Regions from separate parts of the Mus musculus genome. Here region 2 is linked to region 1. Evidence: chromatin contacts called from public Hi-C data. All regions are on one chromosome and are shown on one strand. The core of a region is the stretch at or near the end of the contact, and the rest is flanking DNA. Distances in the headings are between cores, read along the strand shown. Region 1 has its middle 24 kb from the start of B330016D10Rik. Region 2 overlaps Tmem51 (transmembrane protein 51).

Region 1 (4,126 bases), core at 950-3,449:
CGGGTTAGATAAACTTGACTGCTACACATATTATCACTGCAGGAAGAAGGCCAGAATCAGACAAGCTCCTCCTGGCTTTTCTTGGTGGCGCACACCTTTGATCCCAACTTGGGAGGACTTGAGAGTTCTCGGTCAGCCTGGTCTACAGAGCAAGTGTGTGTGTGTGTGTTTATTTATTTTATGCGTTTGAGTGTTTTGCTTACGTGCATGTCTGGGTACCACATGTGGCATGTTCAGAAGAGTGTGTCATATCCTCTGGAACTGCTGTCACAGATGGCAGTGAGCCCTCATGGTGGGTGTTAAGAATCAAACCAAGGTCCTCTGCAGGAGCAACACACGCTCTCCTAACTGGTGAACCATCTCTCCAGCCCTCTTGGCTTTCACAAAATTATATTTTACGATGAGCAGTGATGGCACACACCTTTGAACCCAGCACTCGGGAGGCAGAGACAGGCAGATCTCTGTGAGTTTGAGGCCAGCCTGGTTTATAGACTGAGTTCCAGGACAGTCAGAGCTACATAGAGAAACCCTGTCTCAAGAATTGTTTTTGTGGGCTGGAGAGATGGCTCAGCAGTTAAAAGTACTGATTGCTCTTCCTAAGACCCTGAGTTTAATTCCCACCAACCACATGGTGCCTCACAACCATCTGTAATGGGATCTGACGCCCTCTTCTGGTGTGTCTGAAGATGGCCACAGTGTACTCATATACATGAAATCAATAAATAAATAAACCCTTAATCCCAGCACTTGGGAGGCAGAGGCAGGCGGATTTCTGAGTTCAAGGCCAGCCTGGTCTACAAAGTGAGTTCCAGGACAGCCAGGGCTATACAGAGAAACCATGTCTCGAAAATCCAAAAAATAAAAATAAATAAACCTTTTTAAAAAAAAAATGGTTTTTGTGTGTGCACCCAGGTGTGTGGATGGCCCGTGGAAGTCAGATAAGAACCCCCAGGAGTAACCTACTCAGGATCCTGGAGTAGGGTGGCCCAGGAATGTAGCTGTTGTATAGGGTTATCACAAAAGCCTCCCATAAGGAGCAGAGTAACCCGGGGGAGGTAGCTGAAGGAGGCTCACCGCACCAGTGAGCTCAGTCAGTTATACATAATGAATTCCAGGTCAGCCCTACAGCCTGTCCAGGCTGGGGCAACATAAGGAGGTTGTGTCACAGCAAACCAGAGGGCTGTGCTCCAGGTGACTCATGGGTAAAAGCAGTTGCCACACAAGCCTCACACCCTGAATCCTGTCCCTGAGACCCACATAGAACTTGAAGGAGAGAGCTCACTTCCGAAAACTTGACCTCTGACCTTTATCTGCATGCCACGGCAGGCCTATTTACATACATACGCACAAATAAACTATATATGTGTATATGACATATGCGTGCGTGTGCATGTATGCATATGTATCATATAATTTGGGGGTCTGAGGGTGTGGTGGCTCAGTAGCAGATGCGTAAGAGGCCTAAATAAATAGAATAAAAAAATAGGTTTATGGGGCTGGAGAGATGGCTCAGCAGTTAAAAGCACTGACTGTTCTTCCAGAGGTCCTGAGCTCAATTCCCAGCAACTACATGGTGGCTCATGACCATCTGTAATGAGATCTGACACCCTCTTCTGGTGTGTCACTTCTTCACAACAGAGAGGGGTGACACTCTGCTGCGTGCCATAGAGCTGCCACAGAGCTGGCTCCCTCTCTTTCAAGACCAGGTCTAGATATGTAATCCTAGCTGGTCTGAAACTGGCTTCGAACTTGGAGTGATCCTCCTGCCTCAGCCTCCTGGAATGCTGTAGTTAAAGGTATGCACTATGCCTAAGAAACATCTGTTCTCCTGGAACGGGAATTACAGACAGGTGTGAGCTGCCATGTGGGTGCTGAGAATGGAACCCAGGTCCTCCAGAAGAGCAGCTGTTGCTTTTGGCTCCTGAGCCACCTCTTCAGCCCTCTCTAGCACTCTTACAGACATTGATTGATCTGGTCTGGAAGAAGACAATTAGAGTTTCCAGAAGGGCTGTGTGTGGGCCATCACCAATTTCCACATGACTCTCTGGGTTCCAGTTTGTAAGTCACCTCTCTCCAAATTCCCGAGGGTGGATGCATTCATTCCACACATACTTACTAAGGGCTGGCCTGTACAGGCTGCTCTGTGCGCGCTGACAATTGAGGGAAACAAACAAGTCACATGGGGGCGGGGGCAGCTAAGGTTCACGTCCTGTGACCACAGACTGACCTCTGGCCCAGCACCTTCTGTTCCTCACTGCACCAACCCCACTCCCTTGCTTTTGGTTGTTTCCGCATTCTTTAGCTATCCCAGCAGAGGTAATCTGCCCTCTGCCTACCTTCCCACCTACCCTCAGGGAAGCTCACATGTCTGTCTGTCTTCACACAAAGTGAAGTGATAAAGAGAAGCTGGGTGTGGTGGCGCATGCCTTTAATCCTAGCACTCGGGAGGCAGAGGCAGGCGGATTTCTGAGTTCTAGGCCAGCCTGGTCTACAAAGTGAGTACACAGAGAAACCCTGTCTTGAAAAAGAAAACAAACAAACAAACAAAGATAAAGGGAGCGGGGGATATGTTCTATGGAGGTGCAATCAGGTATAGGGGAAGGGGGGGTGCCTCAGTGGGCCAATGCTGAGCCATCCCTTCCCCCTTAGGGACCAGCCACACATGAAGGTAGAGTATAGAATAGAGTTCATTCAGGGCCTGGGGAGGGGAGTTATAGGCAGAGAGAGAGAGAGAGAGAGAGAGAGAGAGAGAGAGAGAGAGAGAGAGAGAGAAGAAGAAGGAGGAGGAGGAGGAGGAAGAGGAGAAGATGAAGGAGATGGAGAAGGAGAGGAAGAGAATAGAGACTGGCCATGAGCACCTGGAGAGAGAAGGGGAAAGAGAATGGGGAGGGGGGAAGAGAATAGCAAGGGAGGGGTGAACAGCCCCTTTTTTAGTGGGTCAGCACACCTGGCTGTTGCCAGATAACTGTGGGGCTTAGGCAGAATGCTAACACAAAGCCTGATGGGCCAGCCTTTTGTGGATATCATGCCTTTTGCACTCCAGGTTACTCCCTGTATAACATGGGGACATACCACCCTCCCCTAGGGCTGCCTGCCTTGTTAGTGCCTGGTACCTGCTAGGTCTTTCGTCAGTGGTTGCCACTTGGGCCTCTGGGGCTGCTCCCCAGGATCCTGGGTCCAGGAGTTCCCCAGTCATTTGCCCTGCCCTTCAGCCACTTTTTGTTCTAGTGGTGGATGCCGTTTCTGGCATCAGAGTGCCAGCACAGTGGTGGCACGTTGTTCTCTGCCATTTCTGATCATCCACCCTTGAGAGAGTGGAAGGACACTGTCGGAGGACGAAAGCCGACAGAGCTCAGGCCCAGGAGAAGGAAGCTCACAGCTTCCTGTGGCCTCTCCTAGGTGTTAGGTCAATCCTGACTCAAACGACAGAGGAGCCAAAGTGGAAACTTACCAGCCTCAGACGGAGGGTGTGGGGGGACTGGGCATGATGTGCAGACGTGGCCTCCTAGTCGGTGCCCAAAGGGCAGATGGAGGACAGGAGGACAGCTGATGCCCCACCCAGGCAAGCTACTCCCTCCCACCTCCCCAGGAGTCCAGGTGGTGTCTGCCTCAGGGCTGGGGTCAAAGTGCACAAGGAGGGAGGAGGGTGACCCTTGGACCCAGTGACCACTTCCTCTGGGGCAAATGGCTCTCACCCTTGGAGGCCACTGTCCTGCTTTTTTTTTTTTTTTTGGTTTTTCAAGACAGGGTTTCTCTTTATAGCTCTGGTTGTCCTGGAGCTCACTTTGTAGACCAGGCTGGCCTCGAACTCAGAAATCCGCCTGCCTCTGCCTCCTGAGTGCTGGTGTCCTGCTTTTTTTTTTTTTTTTTTTTTTGATATAAAAGCATGAGGTAGTTTAATGACGGAGCTCCGGGCCGACACTTATCTCCCGCAGGAGACAGAGGTGTCAACCACATGGCAGAGCCATAATGGCAGAGCTCCGGGTCGAACCGTATCTCATGCAGGAGACAGTGGATTCGACCTGGTGTCCTGCTTTTTAAGACAGTGGCTGCCTGTCTAGTCCTAAGTCTGACTCCAGTTCATCTGCACAGCCCCATTCATTCCTCAGCCTTCCCGCCTCCACAG
Region 2 (4,126 bases), core at 1,185-3,684, 500 kb after region 1:
GACCTCTTCACATTTTGGTTTTCGTTTGTTTGTTTGTTTGAGACAAACTGTCACTTTATAGCCCTGGCTGGTTTAGAATTCCATGTGTAGCGCAGGCTGGCCTCAAAGGAACAGAAGTCTGTTTTCCTCCGCCTTGGGAATGCTGGGGTTGAAGGTGGGTGCCACCATACCTGGCCCTTTTCACTTTGAAATTTGGGATGGAATCTCACTCAGCTGCTCCTGGGACTTGAGATGCTCAGCCCCAGCCTCCGGAGCAGCTAGGATCACAGGCCTTTGCTCTTCTGCCCAGCACTGGCAACCGGTTCACCGAAGGGGTGGGGTGAGGAAAAGACTTTGAGATGACAAAGAGGAGGCTACACCGGTTTATCAATATACTAACTGACTGAATCAGTTACTTTAAAGCGATTTTTGACGTCACGTGAATTTCTGAGCTGTGGTATGTCACCTGGGTTGGTTCTGGCTGAGCTCATCCATACCGGAATGTTGAATCCTCAGCCGCACCCTGGGCAGGTGGCAGTATCCTTCTCCCTGGGTAATAGATGAGGGCTCTACTGTCCGACTCCGCCGTCCTTATTTGTCACTACGTCAGAACACCAAACTGTTTCTTTGTGCAGGAGACAGAAACGAGATGACAGTTGGAGGAGCCCTTGGTGACATAGCAAAGCAGGAGCCCGGCCTCTTTGTGCCACTGTGTCCAGACGCAGAGCAGATGAACACCATGGGGTAGTCGGATCGCTCACAGCACTGGTCCTTCTGAGATGAAACCCCATGGGCTGCTAGATGTGGCTGGTTTTAATTACAAACAGGCTCACCCCAAGGGAAAGCTTTTCCAAAGCTCGTGGGGTCTGGAGACGCTTGCCTGGCTTAGACGAGTCCCTGAGTTCCGTCCTCAGCACGTGGCGGTGCATTCGTATCCTCTCAGTACTGAGAAGGGTGGCACGAGAGGAACAGACATTCAAGGCCATCCTTGGCTACATAGTGGATTAGAGTCTAGCCTGGTCTGTGTGAGATTGTGTCTTTTAAAAATGCAACAGTAAAAAAATTCACAACTAGCACTTGGTTCATTTAGTCTTTGCAAAATTCCACACACACACACATACCCTTGGTCCAGCCTGGCCTCAAATTCTCTATCCTCCTGCCTCAGTTTCTAAAGTGCTGGAATTACAGGCTTGCAGGCCATCATGCCCAGATCTCACAAAATCCTAAAATTATTCTCTCTATTGAGAGACCTGAGCATTGATTGGTCCAAGGTCACCACTATCATTAGGACAAAGGTTTGAATTTTAATGTTGCCATAATCCAAGGTAATACATACTTCTTGGTAAGGAATATGGTACAGCTGAGAACAGAGGGTATATAAACCTCACATAGTTTACTGTCAGAACCGTATGGTAAATGGCTTACTCTCTGCCCCCCCCTCCCCAAGATGTCTCAGCAGGTACAAGAGCTTCCCGGGCAACCTGGATTCCATCCCCCGTAAGAGAATGTTGTCCTCTGATCTCCATATTTAAGCTGTGTCATATTTAAAGTTGTGTCATATTTAAGCCGTGTCATGTGCATGGTCCCTACAAGCTCTTCACTCACACAGTCAATGATACAAAATTTTTAAAAAGATGTATTATTTATGTCATCTTTGAAATGAAAAATAGCCAGGGCAGTTTTGAAACCCACCCTTTTACAGTTGGAATCATCTTTCTGTGCCTTCCTACTTCTTCCCCCATGTGGATGGACCGAAATTGTGTCGGACACTTAATTCGCATGAAAGAATATTTCAGTTGTGGGGGGAAGGTTTTAGCCTTATGGGTGGTGTCTAGCCAAGCCTCCTTCCCACAGAAAGCAGCATGTCCTCCAGGAAGAGTCGAACACCCAGCAGCCGCAGCAACTATGCACGTGCTTATCCTGAGCATTCTCACCTACAAGACACACACTCCGCGTGATTTCACCTTTTGCTAAGTGGGAAGAGGGGCTTGCTACCTCGGCCACACAAACGCAGGCATCCCACTGGTTCTGTGTGTAAAGACACCAGCCTCCAGGCCTGACCTTGAGCCCCACCCCAGGGACCCTCAAAGTGGGGAGAGAGAAGCAACTCCTTCAGGTGTCCTCTCACTGCCACGTGCAGCCGTGCCACATGGACGTGCCCCTGTGTACACACATTCACACAAAGAAGGAAGGTAATGAAAGCCAATTTAGCAAACAGACAAAGAGCACAGAGTCTGGAAGGGGGCTGACTGAGCTGAGTCCCCGGGGTTCTTTTCTAGCTGGTGGCCCTGTTACCAACAGTGGAACAACACAGGGGTCCCGTTCCTGGCCTCACAGGCTTTCAGTTGCATTGAAAAACAACGCAGGTTCGGAGGCGGCAGACTGCTGAGCACTGAACTGTACTGATCTCTGGGCCCGCTGCACTCCGATGCCCCTCTGAGGACAATAGTTGTTACCTTGGCTCTTTATACAGAAGCTTGCAAGTTGCTTCTGTTGAAACCACTGGTTTGCACTGGTGTCCAGCATGTGACCTTTTTGTTTGGTTTTGGACCCTGGGACAAAGGACTAAGGTGCATATTTTACATATCAAAGCAGACCTGGCCTCCACAAAGCATCCCTCAGTCCATACCTGCCCCCACTTTCCAGCTGGGGGGGGGGGCGGGAGGGGGCTGGACTGCCCTTCCTAAGAGGCTCTTCCCTATATAATCCAGACACTTTGCTCTCTCTCTCTCTCTCTCTCTCTCTCTCTCTCTCTCTCTCTCTCTCTCTCTCTCTCTCTCCCTCTCCCTCTCCCTCCCTCCCTCTCCCTCTCCCTCTCTCTCTCCCTCTCTCTCTCCCTCCCTCCCTCCCTCCCTCCCTCCCTCCCTCCCTCTCTCTCCCTCTTTCTCTCTCTCTCTCCCTCTCCCCCTTCCCCACTCTCCCTCTTCCCCCTCCTCTCCCTTCTCTCTCTTCCAGCACCCTATCTCTCTTTCTCCCCCCCCCCCATCCCCATGTCGACTCCTCTGGCCTCAATCCTTGGGGGCCAGTGAACTCGCTCGAGTGCAGCTTCCCAATAAACCTGCATTTTATATAATCAAATCTGGCTTGAATTGGCTCATTCCACTGTCGGAGAAATAACCTATCAATTTTGGGGTCAGAAAGCAAAAAAACAAACAAACAAAAAAAAAAAAAAACCAAAAACAAAAAACCCCAGCACCCTTGGTTCATGCTGACCTTGCCGTGAGTACACACAAGCACCCCGAGGAGCCCAAAAGTTTGATACTGGATTTGCAGGACATTCCCTGTGACTCTGGTCACCTCCCCTAAGCTATGAATCACCCCACTTCTTTACCCCAGAAGTCTCCCCAAACTCCATACTGGTCTCTCTTTGTAGCCCAGACTGGCCATACTTAGCTTCCTTGAGAACTGGCCCACCACATGGCAGGCAAATGGCCTGGCTGGGAATATTATTAATCGACCCCTCAGAAATGAAAGTACTGAAGATCAGTAGTCCCTAATGACCAGGAGGTCCCTAAAGAACAGGAGTCCCTAATGACCACGAGGAGCCAGGACCCTCCCATCCCTATTTAAATTACAACTATTCAAGTTGTGATCTAAAGGACAGAAACCCTGGAGATGTGGAGATGTTGCACAGTGGGTAGTAGCCCCCTGCCTCAGTTTCCCTACTAGTCAGAAGATTGTTCCGAACATTCAATAGCTCCCTATCCACGAGGATAATTGGAGGACATACCTCCCTCTTCTCCAGATAGCAATCCTGTTAAGGACAGTCCCCAAACATCTTAGGCTTTCATCACAATGATGGCTCTGTCCCTCAGGAATTTCCCTAACTACTTCTTGAATGGTGTTCAGCCAGCTTACAGGAAGCCTCATCAAGTTCCGGGAAACCAGCTCCTCCCTGGAGGGAGAGCACGTGCGCTCCTCCTTGGCTGCCAGGGCGACTCTGCATCCACATTTGTGAGTCAGGGCAAAGCCTCGGTCCCTCTCACCTATGACAAAAAAAGCTATTGCATCAGCAGCCTCTCGGCCGGGCAATCAGAGAAATAGGAACCGCTGGCAAAAAGTCCAGAGGTCACCCCAGCACAAAGGTCACCCACATCCCTGAAGCTTGCTCCTCAGACCTCCCTGCCTGGTTCTGACCTTTCTTTTC

Evidence for each region. Hi-C and Micro-C count contacts between places; a contact is called where the count stands out from the background.
Region 2: a contact with region 1 is called in a Hi-C map of embryonic stem cells, with 4 times the contacts expected there. The contact joins two enhancer-like sites. A contact is called at or near these places in 5 of 484 Hi-C or Micro-C datasets (all in embryonic stem cells) and 5 of 115 datasets of contacts at active chromatin or transcription factors (embryonic stem cells and pancreatic cancer cells).

Annotation. Positions count from the first base shown.
Region 1 is chr4:141,568,007-141,572,132 of GRCm38.p6, forward strand. No RefSeq gene overlaps it. Among named protein-coding and RNA genes, the nearest start is that of B330016D10Rik, 24 kb to the left of the region's middle. Within about 2 kb of position 2,200, at least 79 of the 459 cell types and tissues checked have an H3K27ac peak or open chromatin away from gene starts, as enhancers often do. A contact at or near this core is called in embryonic stem cells, where this site is marked.
Region 2 is chr4:142,067,132-142,071,257 of GRCm38.p6, forward strand. The region is part of intron 1 of Tmem51 (transmembrane protein 51); the gene reads right to left. Among named protein-coding and RNA genes, the nearest start is that of Tmem51os1, 15 kb to the right of the region's middle. Within about 2 kb of position 2,435, at least 25 of the 459 cell types and tissues checked have an H3K27ac peak or open chromatin away from gene starts, as enhancers often do. A contact at or near this core is called in embryonic stem cells, where this site is marked.